Regions from separate parts of the Sus scrofa genome. Here region 1 is linked to region 2. A link is a contact called in public HiChIP or PLAC-seq data. All regions are on one chromosome and are shown on one strand. The core of a region is the stretch at or near the end of the contact, and the rest is flanking DNA. Distances in the headings are between cores, read along the strand shown. Region 1 overlaps MEGF10 (multiple epidermal growth factor-like domains protein 10). Region 2 overlaps MEGF10 (multiple epidermal growth factor-like domains protein 10).

Region 1 (6,129 bases), core at 160-2,659, 130 kb after region 2:
GAGGAAATGGTGCAGCAAGAGGAAAAAACACAGCTTCATTCCTTTTCTTGGAGTTGCCCTGTGACGGAGACATGCTTTATATGTGTCTTCAAATAGATTTATATCTGCAAAAGGATAGATTAATATCTGCAAAACGATGACTCACTTTTACTCATGACAGAGAAAAAGAAAAGGAACTGAATTTTTAGGGGGCAGTGATAATAGAATTGTTATAATTTACTTCACAAGGAAAGACTCCTTTGCAGTTCTAAAATAAACATTATTTAAAAATAAGCTTGTTTCTGTTGATATATGCTCCTATGATTGGGGACAGAAGGTCTGATAGATGATCTCTGCAATTCCCTGTGACTCTGGAAATGAAATGATGGATAAATCATGTGAAACCAGGTTATCTTTGCAATGAATCTCATTGCTCTACTGGGGACCTTGTTACTTTTGTGAAAATTACTCGATAAAGTTGATTGTAACTGGTAGTTATGCTAATCAGCTGGACAAACCTATTAGAGAAGAGGAAACAGATGAGAAATAAAGGATCACTTTATTCTGATTTGCCAATCTGCCCTGGAGTCATTTTTCTTAACCTGCTCTGATTGAGAATGTGCTAATTAATACATCAATCATGATCATCTCTAATGTGAAAAGGTAGCATATACTTTTCAATCTGAAATATATTCCATTCCATCTTCACTGCATTCGTTAAGTGTAATGTAGAGATTTGGTAAGAAGTTAACAAACTAAATCATCAGAGATGGATGAGTATCTGCCTCCCCCAAACCCCACCCCACAAAACATGGTCAAAACTCAGGACTTATTTTTTTCAGGATGGTTTTCAGATTAACCAGATAGTCCCTCAGCTTCCACTTCTATGGAATCCTCAGTGGGATTTGCCCGAGTAGCTCCAGACCAAAACGGCCAGGGTTGTCTGGATCTCGGAAGCAGCTGTCGCATTTTAGCTGCTGTTAAATAGGTGTCCTGGCTCATGATCAGAGCTCAGGACCTGAACTTGAAGAGAGAGTGAAGCCCATGGCAGGTTACCTTTATGGGCATGTCTCTCCACTTTGCAGAACAGCCTTTAGGTTTGCAGCCTCCTTTGGAAAGTAATGCACTGCTCAACTGATTTGGTGTTTCTGCTTAGGAGAGCTCAGAATCAAAACACCAGATAAGACACTGTGGCTGCTTTGTCACTTTTGGGGACATAGAATTTGCAATTTCATCTCAATTTTTCAAAAGAGGTTTGGAGAAAAAGATCGAATATGTGTGAACTCAAGAAAAAAAAAAAAAAAAAAAAAAAAAAAAAAAAGCATGGCAGGCCAAAATGCTGTATTTGACTCTCTGGGGAACACTTAAACCCCCATTGGCTTCGAACAGGCCTGATCGCCTTTCTTCAGCCAGCAGTCCAAGCTAAAATAACAGTGTGTTGTCAGTTCAAGGGAGACACAATGAGGTCTCTGCTCTCTCATGCCTGCTTTACTGCCTGTAGTGTGTGGGAGACTTTCAGATGGAGAAAAGCAGAGACAATCAAAAGAGGAGTTATTTCAGTAGAAACAACTGCCCACCCATTAGCAAGGTTCACGTTATGGGTTGGGGCTGCTTCTGTGTGAAGGTTCAGGCCACGGTAACTTTTCTCCTAATCAGTTTAGGAGCAAAAACTGTAATACAACCCATGGCCTTGTCAGCCTCTTTGGGGCCCTGTAGGGTTTGTGTGCTGGAATCCTCCGAGTGGAAGCGTGCTTGTTCTTCCTGTGTTTTCACTGGGTCTGAGGCCAGCAGTACTAATTATAACTCATTCTTATTGCCTCTCAATGCAAAGAGCATTTCTTTGAGTTGGGAAGTATTCTGACTTAGAAGAAAGAGGCCCCTATGGTATTTTGAATACGAATTGACAAAAGAGACTTCCATTTACTTCAAATAAAACCTAGTGGTTGTTTTTTTTTTTTTTTCAGCTTTGGAATTTCTTTGTGTTTCCTTTAGGCATTTGTTCACTCATGACCAACTCTGAAGTTTCTGTCTTTCCAGATTGAGAGTTAAACACCTGCATATGGATCCATAATAATCCCTAGCTCAGACAGCTAGGGATTACAGCTATAAGTAACATCATTTGTGATATTCTGCCCGCATCTGCCTCAGGGCAGATTAAATGTTTAAAGATGAATTTGGTGGCACAGATTTGTATATTTTTCTGTCTTACACAATGTATTTTCAAAATATTTTAAGATTGTGTTTATTTGTGTGCTTCGGGGGAAGATTTTCTTTGTGTAAACAATTTAACCACCTTTTGCTTCACCCTATCTTTTTTTGCTCTATTTCTCTATAAAAACAGAGTGGGAGAGAGAGGAAGTCACTAAGGGCTCCATGATACAGTATTTTTGATGAATTTTGCCTTCCATAGACAGAACCCTTGGGCTTCTTCTCTGCTCTCTCCTCCTAAGGAAGAAAAATCAATAAAACAAAGAAATTTTATCCCTTCTTCATGAGCCATAGAAAATAGTGCTGGGATTATTTTAATGCTAAGATGATATGATATATGATATAACATATGATGATGTACTGATGTGTATAAGTGGACTTTAAACCTCATAGCATCCCTGCCCACTGCTGCCCGGAGTCAGTCAGTTTTGAGACCATGACCTTGGTCCTGGTTTCTCACTTAGCATTCCAGATGCCCACCCTCACGAACTGTCACTCAGCCTCGCCCTTGTGCCTTGTTTCAGGTGTCCATTGTGACAGCGTGTGTGCTGAGGGTCGCTGGGGCCCCAACTGCTCCCTGCCCTGCTACTGTAAAAACGGGGCTTCGTGCTCCCCGGATGACGGCATCTGTGAGTGTGCACCGGGGTTCCGAGGCACCACCTGTCAGCGGAGTAAGTGTCTCTTTAGGGGACAGCTTCCATCTTCCCTTCTCAGATCCCCTGTTCTGCCCCTCAATTCACAGTTCTGTTGCCCTTGAGGGCAGGGAGAGCATCATAGGTCATTCTGTTCTTGGCAGAGCTGTCCTCCCTCCATAGCCCTGCCCCAAAGGCTTCATTCTTTCCAACCTTTGGGACTCACCTGACAGATGGGGCATTAGCTCTTTCTTCTCTGTAATGATTTTATTGCCTCTCTGGCAGCGCCATCGGTTTCTCAGTCCTGCCTTAAACCTTGCAAATGGTGTTCCAGAAATCCACTGACCTGTGAATATTTTATTCAGCTATTTTGGCATTGGTCTTACCTCAATTACCAGAAGTCAACATCAGCCAAACCTTGCGGCAAAGCATGCATCCTGTGGTAGTCTGAAAGCCAGTGCTCTGGGGAAAGTAGGCTTGTGGTATTGAAAATGGGGGCTGTTGACACTGGTCAGGAGACTTTTTGAATTAGGGAGCAATCCGTAACATTTCAAGAAATCTTTTAGGGAGAGTAATCAAGAAAGGAATACATGATTAATTATAGTGTACCGTATTCTATTTTTTAAATTACTTTTTTTTAATTAAGAGTTCTATGCTGTCCTTCCATACTTAAATCCAAATAGTGTTGGAAAGAATCTAATTATGAAGCATCTTGCTTCTTCTCTTTTTAATCACAATCATTAACCTGGACCATTTTGAGGAGAAACAATCTTTTAATTCTGACTGTACATACATTTATTGCCAGTAATGACTCTTAAAGAATAAAAGATTAACATTGGCTTGAGAGTATTTATTTGGGCCTTGCTAGTATTTAGAATTTTATTTCTTTTTTATTTGCTCAACAAAAATTCTTCAAGCCCCTGCTCTATGCCAGACTTCGAGCTAATTGGGGCCATAAATAGGAAAATAAAGAGAACGAAGACATTTGCCTGCCCTCAAGCAATTCAGAGTTTACTGGCTTCTTTCATTATTAAAGAGCGCTCTTGTTCCTTTTGTTCTTGTTTTATACTTGGAAAATTCTCAGCACCCTTAAAAAGAATTTCTTTAACCCCAAAGTTGAACTAGATCCTTACATGGTATATGAAAGAAACACATCTTAGGGAAGAGAAATGTCTAATGCCTTTCTGTTTTCAGTCTGCTCCCCTGGATTTTATGGGCATCGCTGCAGCCAGACGTGCCCGCAGTGTGTGCACAGCAGTGGGCCCTGCCACCACATCACAGGCCTGTGTGACTGCTTGCCTGGCTTCACAGGCGCCCTCTGCAATGAAGGTAGGGTGCACAGGCTTTGGGAGAAAAATGTGGTGGTGAGCAAGCCCCATGCAGCTGTCCTCAGGCTTCCCAAAGGATGCGTTTTCGGCTAGCGGCTAGCCATGCCTTCTGGTCTGCAGCTTCTGTAAAGATGACTGAGCTTTGAAAAATCTGGCTTGCCACTCTAGATCTCTTTATTCTCTGAGCTGTGCTGGTCTTCACTTTTAATTGGAAACAGCCTTCCATGAAAAATCAATATGCGGAGAGATTTTGACTCCCTGAGCAAGAAGCCATGAAGATTTCTAGCAATTCGGTGATGTCTCCTGGTTTGTGATGCCTTAATGAGGATCTTTGGCTTCAGACATTTGTAAAAAAAAAAAAAAAGAGCCCATTCAGGATGAGGGATGCTCTTGAGGGGAGGCAGCTACCAAATGCACAACTGGGTTGATGAGTTTTAAAATCCTTTCCCATCCCGAGAGTCTAGGGTTCTGTGAGATGAGATACAGTTGTGAGTTTCTGACCTATAATTTATTCACAGTGTGTCCCAGTGGCAGATTTGGAAAAAACTGTGCGGGAATCTGTACCTGTACCAACAATGGAACCTGTAACCCCATTGACAGATCTTGTCAGTGTTATCCGGGGTGGATCGGCAGCGACTGCTCTCAGCGTAAGTCCTGTTTGGAAACGATTCATCGACCATCTATTTACGTTGTGTTCAAATTCTTTAAGACTGAAGTTTGAGTGTTTAAATAATCAAGAAAAATATGTGAATAATTATAAGATTTATTATTTTAATTTTAAATGCTGACCCCCCATTAAGAGCCCTATGAAATGGTCCTCTGGTCCTATATTTAAATCCAGCTCGTATCTTGGAAAGAACCTAAATAGGCAGTAGCATTTTGTTTATTTACAGTTCATTGGTTCTCCATCTGTTAAACGTGGAGGGTCTTATACCCAAAAAATCCATTCAGATTTTCACAAATGTCGGCTATTATTTTTCCCTTGCTCTTGGGCAAAAATGGTACACACAACTATGGGAGAATTTTTTTTTTCTTTTTTTAAGTTACTTCAGATTTATTTATGGTCTTTATTGGGTCACATTCCCTACTGGATAACCATATAGAAATTGTGTTCCCATTATGGCTCAGCAGGTTCAGAACCAATGTAGTCTCTGTGAGGATGTAGGTTCAATCCCTGGCCTTTCTCAGTAGGTTAAGAATCCGGTGTTAATACAAGATTAAGCATAAGTTGCAGATACAGCTTTTACCCACCTTGCTGTGGCTGTGGCATAAGCCTGCAGCTGCAGTTCCAGTTTGTCCCCAGCCAGGAACTTCCATATGCTGCATGTACAGCTGTAAAAAGAAAGAAAAAAAAAAAAAAAGAAAGAAAGAAAGGAATTGTATTTCTTTTTTCAAGTAGTTATATCGAAATATTAATATGAATAAAGAGTAATTCTTTGGTAAATCAAATCATTTTACCCCATAATCTTACATTATTTCACAGATACCTTATCAGAAGTTCTGATTACTCTTCAATGGGCCGTGATCCCTAATGATTTAGTTTGATTATTTCCTGCTTCTTCCAATGAAGTTTTTACTGTAAACCAATTCTTTCATTCACCTGGGTACTTTCACATTTAAAACAAGCTTCTAAGTGACAACTCAAGTACACCCACAGGTACAGGTTTAGAGATCATAGACATGAATTATAAGACCTTGGGTCCCTGAAAAAATTAAAAAAAAAAAAAAGACCGTGGGTCCCTGAACACTCTTGAGTCACATCATTTTGCCCATATGACCTGTGCTCAAGTGTCCTCTTCTCAGAGATGCCTTCCATCAAGGAGTAGCTCTCATCATTTTTGTCCTCTTTATCCTATTTTAATTTTTCTTAGAGTTCTTACTGCCATTGTTTTTTTGGCTGTCCAGCTGGCTGATTGCTTGGCTGGTTGATTGGTTGATCTGCCTGCCTCCCCTAGTAAAATATAAGCTTTCAGAGGGTGTTC
Region 2 (6,489 bases), core at 2,906-5,405:
ATCTCTACTACAGAATTAGGATGAGGCTTTTAGTTAATGAATTTATCCTTCCCTAGTGAGATGTCAGCAGATTTAAGAAGAGGGTTTCAAACAAAAACCTGTGCACCAAGGTTCATAGCAGCATTATTCACAACAACCAAAAGGTGAAAACCACCCAAATGCCCACCAACTGATGACTGGAGGATGGAGAAACAAAATGTCATAGCTCCACACAGTGGAGCTTGTGGGAAGTGGCTGTCTAAAGGTGGTGGGCCCTTCTATTTTTAGTACACATCGAGTCTAGAATATAAACTTCTTGAGCACATACGATATATATCATTTATCTTGCAGTCCCCAAGTGGTGAAGCATAGGGCAAGAGACTGAGCTCTGTCCCCCCCCAGATTCACATGTTAAAGTCCTATTCCCCCCCACCCCCACCCAGTGTGACTTTGTTTGGAGTTGGGCCCTGTGGGGAGGTGATAAAGGTTGAATAAGGTCATAGTGTGTGGCCCTAATGCAGTAGAGCTGGGGCCCTTATAAAAAGAGGACACTCTTTCTGTCATGTAGGGATGCAATGAGAAGGTGGCCATCTGGGAGCCAGAAGGAGCAGTCTCACCTGAAATTGGGTTGACTTGTACCTAGGTCTTGAACTTCTCAGATTTCTGATGTTTAAGGCACTCAGTCTGTGGTATTTTGTTATGGCAGCCTGAGCAGACCAAGACATAGAAACTTTCTCTTTTTCTTTCCTCCCTTTCCTTCCTTCCTTCCTCTTATTGTGGATCTGACTAATTTTGAGATTATTCAGAACTAGAGGGGACAAGAGAATAACAGGAAGAAGAAAACCTGACTGTAGACCTAATTCTCATTCGAGTGGGTCATCTTGACCTTGTCTCCCCTGGTACAGCAGTAAGGCCACGAGGTAGCATCATTGCTTGATTAAAACTTCCCAAGACCCTGTCTCCTCTAGCGGAGGTGCTGATGAGTGGTGCACAGTCAGCATCCAGTGAGAAGCACTGTCCCGAGGATGTGGCGTGAGGCAGGAGGTGGATGATTTATACTTTGGACTCTCAGGTTTTGAATAGTTGGCCTCCTAGCTGTTCTTTCATAGGAGGCAGGGGAATTGAAGGGGTGAGCATGAGGGGAGGGCCAGCAATGGGGGCTGTGCCGCGAGGGGGCAGTTCACCTGGGCCGGGAGAAGTCAGGTGGTTCCTCCCACCGGAAAGAAGACACCCTCCGTCAGGAAGGGTGAGGGCTGTACCCAAGCCCAGCCAAGGACTCGGGTGCAGAGAGTTCCTCAGCAGAGCTAGACAGATGGTCTGCTTTTATTTTGGTGAAGACCAGCCTGGAGCAAAGGCACTTTTCTTCCGCTGTTCCAAAACAAAAACAAAAACAAAAAAGCTTATGATGTGGAGCTCTGCCAAGCTAAGGCTGGGGAAAACAAACAAACAAACCCTAGCCAGTTTTTTTTTTCAAGGCAGGATGTAAATGATGCTTTGTAGTTTTGTTTGTGCAGCCCCTGGGGACTGTTCGGAGGACCTCCCCACAGCCCATCACTGCTGTGGGGTTTAACGTTTATGCTCCAGCTTGTCATCCTATAAGCTAGCCCTCTAGGTCCAGGTGTCACCTTCCAGCATGATTTTCTTTGATTGAGGGTATTGTGTTGTGATGAAATCCAGAGAGCTTCTGAAAGTGGTCCCCTATATTTGCTTTTAGAATTTTAAGTGTACGCTTATATGTGGCCCTCTCCTGGAAGGACAAAACGCTGCTCTTTCTGAATGTACAGAGTTCAGCTGCGGCAGACAGAGATGTTAACTCTCTCCATGGATGAAGGATTTCTTATTAGCTTGCTCTAAGGAAACGCTCATCTAGTTGGAGCGTTCAGAAAAGCATCTTTCATTTCTTGGCCGGGTTGTTCCCTTTGTGAAAACGAGGCCATGTCATTAGGGCCCCAGTGGCCTGTGGATTCATTTGCTGGCACAGAAGGGAGACCCGTTTGCATGGTGGCCAGCATGCCCTGTCTGTTTGCTTTGATGGTGAGTGTGTCAGGCTCCACTGCTGAGGAGGATGGCAACCACGGCCCGACAGGCAGGATTTCGGAACAAAGTGTCAGTCAGTAACTACAGGGCTTTGGAAGCCAGGCAAGTTTTGTCACCACGTTCTAAGAACCCAGTTCTTGAAAACAAAAGCAGCTTCCCAGTCTCTGTCTAGGACTTGGATGTATCACAAGTAAGACCCCAGGCAGAGCAAAGCTCTTCAATGTGTACTGGGGACCACAGTGCAGTGTCTTGCCTGGTGTGCTCCCTGAGACGTGAGGAGATGACCTCTGCCTGCCTCTGGCCACTGTGCCCACAAAGAAAAAGCCCTGGGCAGGGACCGTCCCACCCTTTCTTTGTGGCCCAGGGGTTGTTGGCAGCTGAGCAGCGAGGGAAAGTGAAGACGCCTGCAGGCGGTCAGTGTCAGGCCTCGGAATCATTGTTGAAGGCTCAGCAGGGACCCCATGGTTAGAGGAAAGAAGTCCAGATGAAGCAAAATTACTTAAGGAGAGATTAACTTTGGGGGAGTCTCGCTTCATTGGCTTGGCTCAAGTTTTACCTTAGATGTACTTTATGCTGAGTTGTGGGAGGTGGTGAAATCACCCAAGTTTGAAATTCCACCATTTCTCATGAGTGTAGCTGCCCACTTTTAGAATTGTAACACTTCGAAGCGATTTGTGTGTGTGTGTGTGTTTTCTTGTCTTGGTGCCAATGAAAAGCATTAACAGTGATGTCAATCTCTAGGTCATTGTCCCTAAATCTCAAGGTCAGTGGCCTTGTGTGAAACAAATAAATGCTTCTAGAGTGAAGGGGCATAGTGTCCCCCTAGAGCTCGACGAGGAAGTCCAGGCTGATGGGGTGAGCAGTGCATCTGGAGCCAAAAGCTCTCGACTTGAGATCTCAATTTGCCACCGTTTTATTGTAGGTATCATAAATCTCTTCTGTGCCTGATTTCTGATTTGAGATGAAAAGGTCAAAAAGGCTCTTTGTGAAGTTCTTCTTGTGGCTCAGCAGGTTAAGAACCTGACACAGAGTCCATGAGGATTCCGGTTCAAACCCTAGCCTCCCTTGGTGGGTCAAGGATCAAGCGTTACTGCAAGTGGCATAGGTCACAGACACATGGCTGTGGTGTAGGCCTGTGGCTGCAGCTCCGTTTTGACCCCTGGTCTGGAAACTTCTATATGCTATAGGTGAGGCCCTAAAAAGAAAAGAAAAAAAGCTGTTTGCAACCTCTTGAACCTTTGTGTGTGTGTGTGTGTGTGTGTGTGTGTATAACCTTTGTCTTTTTTTTTAATGGCTGCACCCACAGCGTATGGAGTTTCTGGGCCAGGGATTGAATCCAAACGGCAGCTGCAACTACACAGGGCTGTGGCAAATGCTGAATCCTTTAACCCACTGGGTAGGAATGCAGATCAAACTTGCCCATCCACAGGGATAGGAGCCACTGCAGTCGTGTTCTTAACCCACTCTGCCACAGCAGGAACTCCCAACCCCATGAACTTGATAGGGAAGCCTCTGGGGGTGTCTGGAGTGTAGGGTGTGGCTGAGTGGGCAGGTGAGACCAGGAGAGCTGAAGGCTCCTCACTGGCAGCACCCCCAGCGGAACCAGAGCTGCACGGTGGCAACAGATCTCGATACCAAATGGAGGGAGCACAACAGTGTGACTTGAAGAATTGGCTCCTCCTCTGCCTTCTCTGCCCTGGAAAAGCCGAGGCTGAGTTTGGAGACAGCTGCTTTCCTTGGGGCTCTTCCTCTGCGGTGGCTCCTGGTTATGTTGCAGCCTGGCTCCGACACATGGAACTTAAAGCGCAACTGTAGCTCAGTCCCCATTTGGAGCCAACTCCAGACCAAGTCTCAACTCCCTTCTTCCGTTCATGATGGATATGTTTTCTTTCACTTCATTAGGACAGATCTTCAGGAAAAAGGGTGAAAATGAATTGCTCTCTCTCTTTTTAAAAAATTTATACGCAAATTTTAAAAAGAAATTGTTAGCATTTGAAGCCTGATAGCGCCTGCTGTTCCCCCAAGAGACCCTGGAAAGAGTGCCAGGTGATGGCACAAAGCCCCAGTTCGGGAGAGTGGCCTGGAAAGCCCAGTCCTGGCCCTCTGGGTAACAGAGAACCAGGACCCTCTAATCCACGCCACATGCAGTGACCTGAGCAGACCCCACAGGACAACAGAAGGCTCGCTGTCTCCTCGCGGACCAGTTGCTCCAAAGCCCTGGTACAGCTGTGGCCGGCTTTGTAGGGAAGTGCAGCGGGGCTTGATCTTTTAATCTCTTTTCTCCCTTATAGGTATTATAAATAACAACTGGTCTGTAGGAGTACCTGCCAGAAGGGATTGAGCTCTGCATTCTACCCTCAAAAAGGCATTGTTTTGTGTCATCTTACTTCTTAAGTCCTTAGAGGAGAGGGGGGCGGGGAGAACAGAACCCCAAAGCAAAGCTACTTTGTTTTGAGCCAGAAAAATCCAAGTTGAGAAATTTAGAATTGAAATCGAGGTAGGCAAGTTACTCCCAAAGCTCGCATTCCGTAGCACTTCACAGAGCAAAAGCACACACAGGCCCACTTCCCTAAGTCTGTTCATATTCTACGTTAAACCAGCCAATTGGAGTTTTGAATTCGGGTGGACGTGGGGCAGAGCTGGGACTCTGAAAGGCATGGCGGCTTCACCGTGTTGGATGCCCTTTGGTTTCCGGTTGCTTAAAGTCGAGAGAGAGCTAAATGGTCTATTTTGGCTTCGGTTTGTGGGTTCTGGAGGAATTGTGATCTGTTTTAGAGCTCTCTGGGTGGGCACAGAGGTGACATTCTGGTCCCCCTCCGCTCAGATCCTGCAGAAGAGGCTGCAGGGGTACTGGGCTGACACAGAATGCCCTGTTGTTATTGTTTGCTGAAGTTTCTCTCCTTCTACCCTTGAGTTCTAGCAACCAGCTTATGGGTCTCAAGATCCATGGAAGAATGAGTGAATGTGTGTTTTGCTTATGCAGACAGGTGATAAAAAGAAGCAAACAAGGAGTTCCCATCATGGCTCAGTGGTTAACGAATCTGACTAGGAACCATGAGGTTGTGGGTTCGATCCCTGGCCTTGCTCAGTGGGTTAAGGATCTGGTATTGCCGTGAGCTGTGGTGTAGGTTGCAGATGCCGCTTGGATCCAGTGTTGCTGTGGCTGTGGTACAGGCCAGCGGCTACAGCTCCGATTAGACCCCTAGTCTGGGAACCTCCATATGCCCTGGGAACAGCCCTAAAAAAGACAAGGAAAAAAAAAAAAAAAAAAAAAAAAGCAAACAAAAAGTCCCTACCTCTTGGGCAGACATTTGCTACTTACTCCTTAGAACTTAGCTTACTTCTAGATCTCTCGCTCTCTCTTTTTTTTTTTTTTTTTTTTTTTTTGGTTTTTGTTTGTTTTTTTAGGGCCGCACTCGAGGCATATGGAGGTTCCCAGTCTAGGGGTCCAATCAGAGCTGCACCTGCAGGCCTATACCACAGCCACAGTCACGCAGGATCTGAACCACATCTGCGACCTACACCACAGCTCAAGGCCACACCGGATCCTCAGCCCACTGAGGGAGGCCAAGGATTGAATCTGCGTCCTCATGGATACTAGTCGGGTTCATTATTGATGAGCCACAACGAGAACTCCCGTGCAGGGATATCTTATCTCATTGTGGGTTTTGATTTGCTTTTTTGATTAGTGATGTTGAATGTGTTTTCCTGTGCATATTGACCAATAGTATATCTTTAAGTTTTTTGCCCATATTTAACCAGGTTGTTTATTTTATTGTTGCTGAGTTGTAGGATTTTTTGTTTTTTTAATGTTCTGGATATGGGTCCCTTATCAGATATATGATTCACAAATATTTTCTCCCATTGCGTGGGTAGCCTTTTCACTCTGTTGACAGTGACCTTTGATGCATCCAAGTTTTTAATTTTTACGAAGTCTGATGTCTCTGGTTTTTCTTTTGTTGTTTGTGCTTTTGGTATCATCGCCAAAAAATCATTGCCAAATTGCTTTGAGATATTTTAACATATAGCTCCTTTGTCTGTAATACCACAAAACCCATTACTTGTGTAATTTTATCTTTTGAAGGAATTTTGCTTTGAAATAGCTCTTTTTTCTTATTCGGCAATGGACTTTATATAATTTCAGAATTGGTTGATTTCACTCTCGCCGTGCTCTACCATCTCTCTTCTCAAGAGATCACAAAGGCTCATTGTGGAAAAAGAGAAAAGGGAGAGAGAGGGAAAGGCTTAGTTGGAAGAGAGCCTCAATCATTTATATTATAGGGGCTGAGGAGAGAAAGGCTCTATTTCAGAAGTGTGGGGAATAGGAGAGGGCCCTTCAGCAATCATGACTTGTAGGAAGTGTATGACCCCAAACTGGACTGCCATTTGTCCGAGAAGTCTGAGCTCTATTTATTAAAGTCCTTTTCCCCCTCAGGCTGGAAAGATTGTTGAAAATTGGGGACCTTAGGGGCA

The links. HiChIP or PLAC-seq counts read pairs in DNA pulled down with a chosen protein or histone mark.
Region 1: a contact with region 2 is called in an H3K27ac HiChIP or PLAC-seq map of skeletal muscle. The contact joins two enhancer-like sites. A contact is called at or near these places in 3 of 47 Hi-C or Micro-C datasets (embryonic fibroblasts, fetal skeletal muscle and heart right ventricle) and 1 of 2 datasets of contacts at active chromatin or transcription factors (skeletal muscle).

What each region holds. Positions count from the first base shown.
Region 1 is chr2:130,373,037-130,379,165 of Sscrofa11.1, forward strand. It overlaps MEGF10 (multiple epidermal growth factor-like domains protein 10), which reads left to right. Exons shown (of 27, transcript XM_021084704.1): 15 at 2,712-2,858; 16 at 4,014-4,148; 17 at 4,666-4,794. Among named protein-coding and RNA genes, the nearest start is that of PRRC1, 67 kb to the right of the region's middle. Within about 2 kb of position 1,410, at least 7 of the 83 cell types and tissues checked have an H3K27ac peak or open chromatin away from gene starts, as enhancers often do. A contact at or near this core is called in skeletal muscle, where this site is marked.
Region 2 is chr2:130,240,291-130,246,779 of Sscrofa11.1, forward strand. All of the region lies in intron 1 of MEGF10 (multiple epidermal growth factor-like domains protein 10), which reads left to right. Among named protein-coding and RNA genes, the nearest start is that of MEGF10, 17 kb to the left of the region's middle. Within about 2 kb of position 4,156, at least 6 of the 83 cell types and tissues checked have an H3K27ac peak or open chromatin away from gene starts, as enhancers often do. A contact at or near this core is called in skeletal muscle, where this site is marked.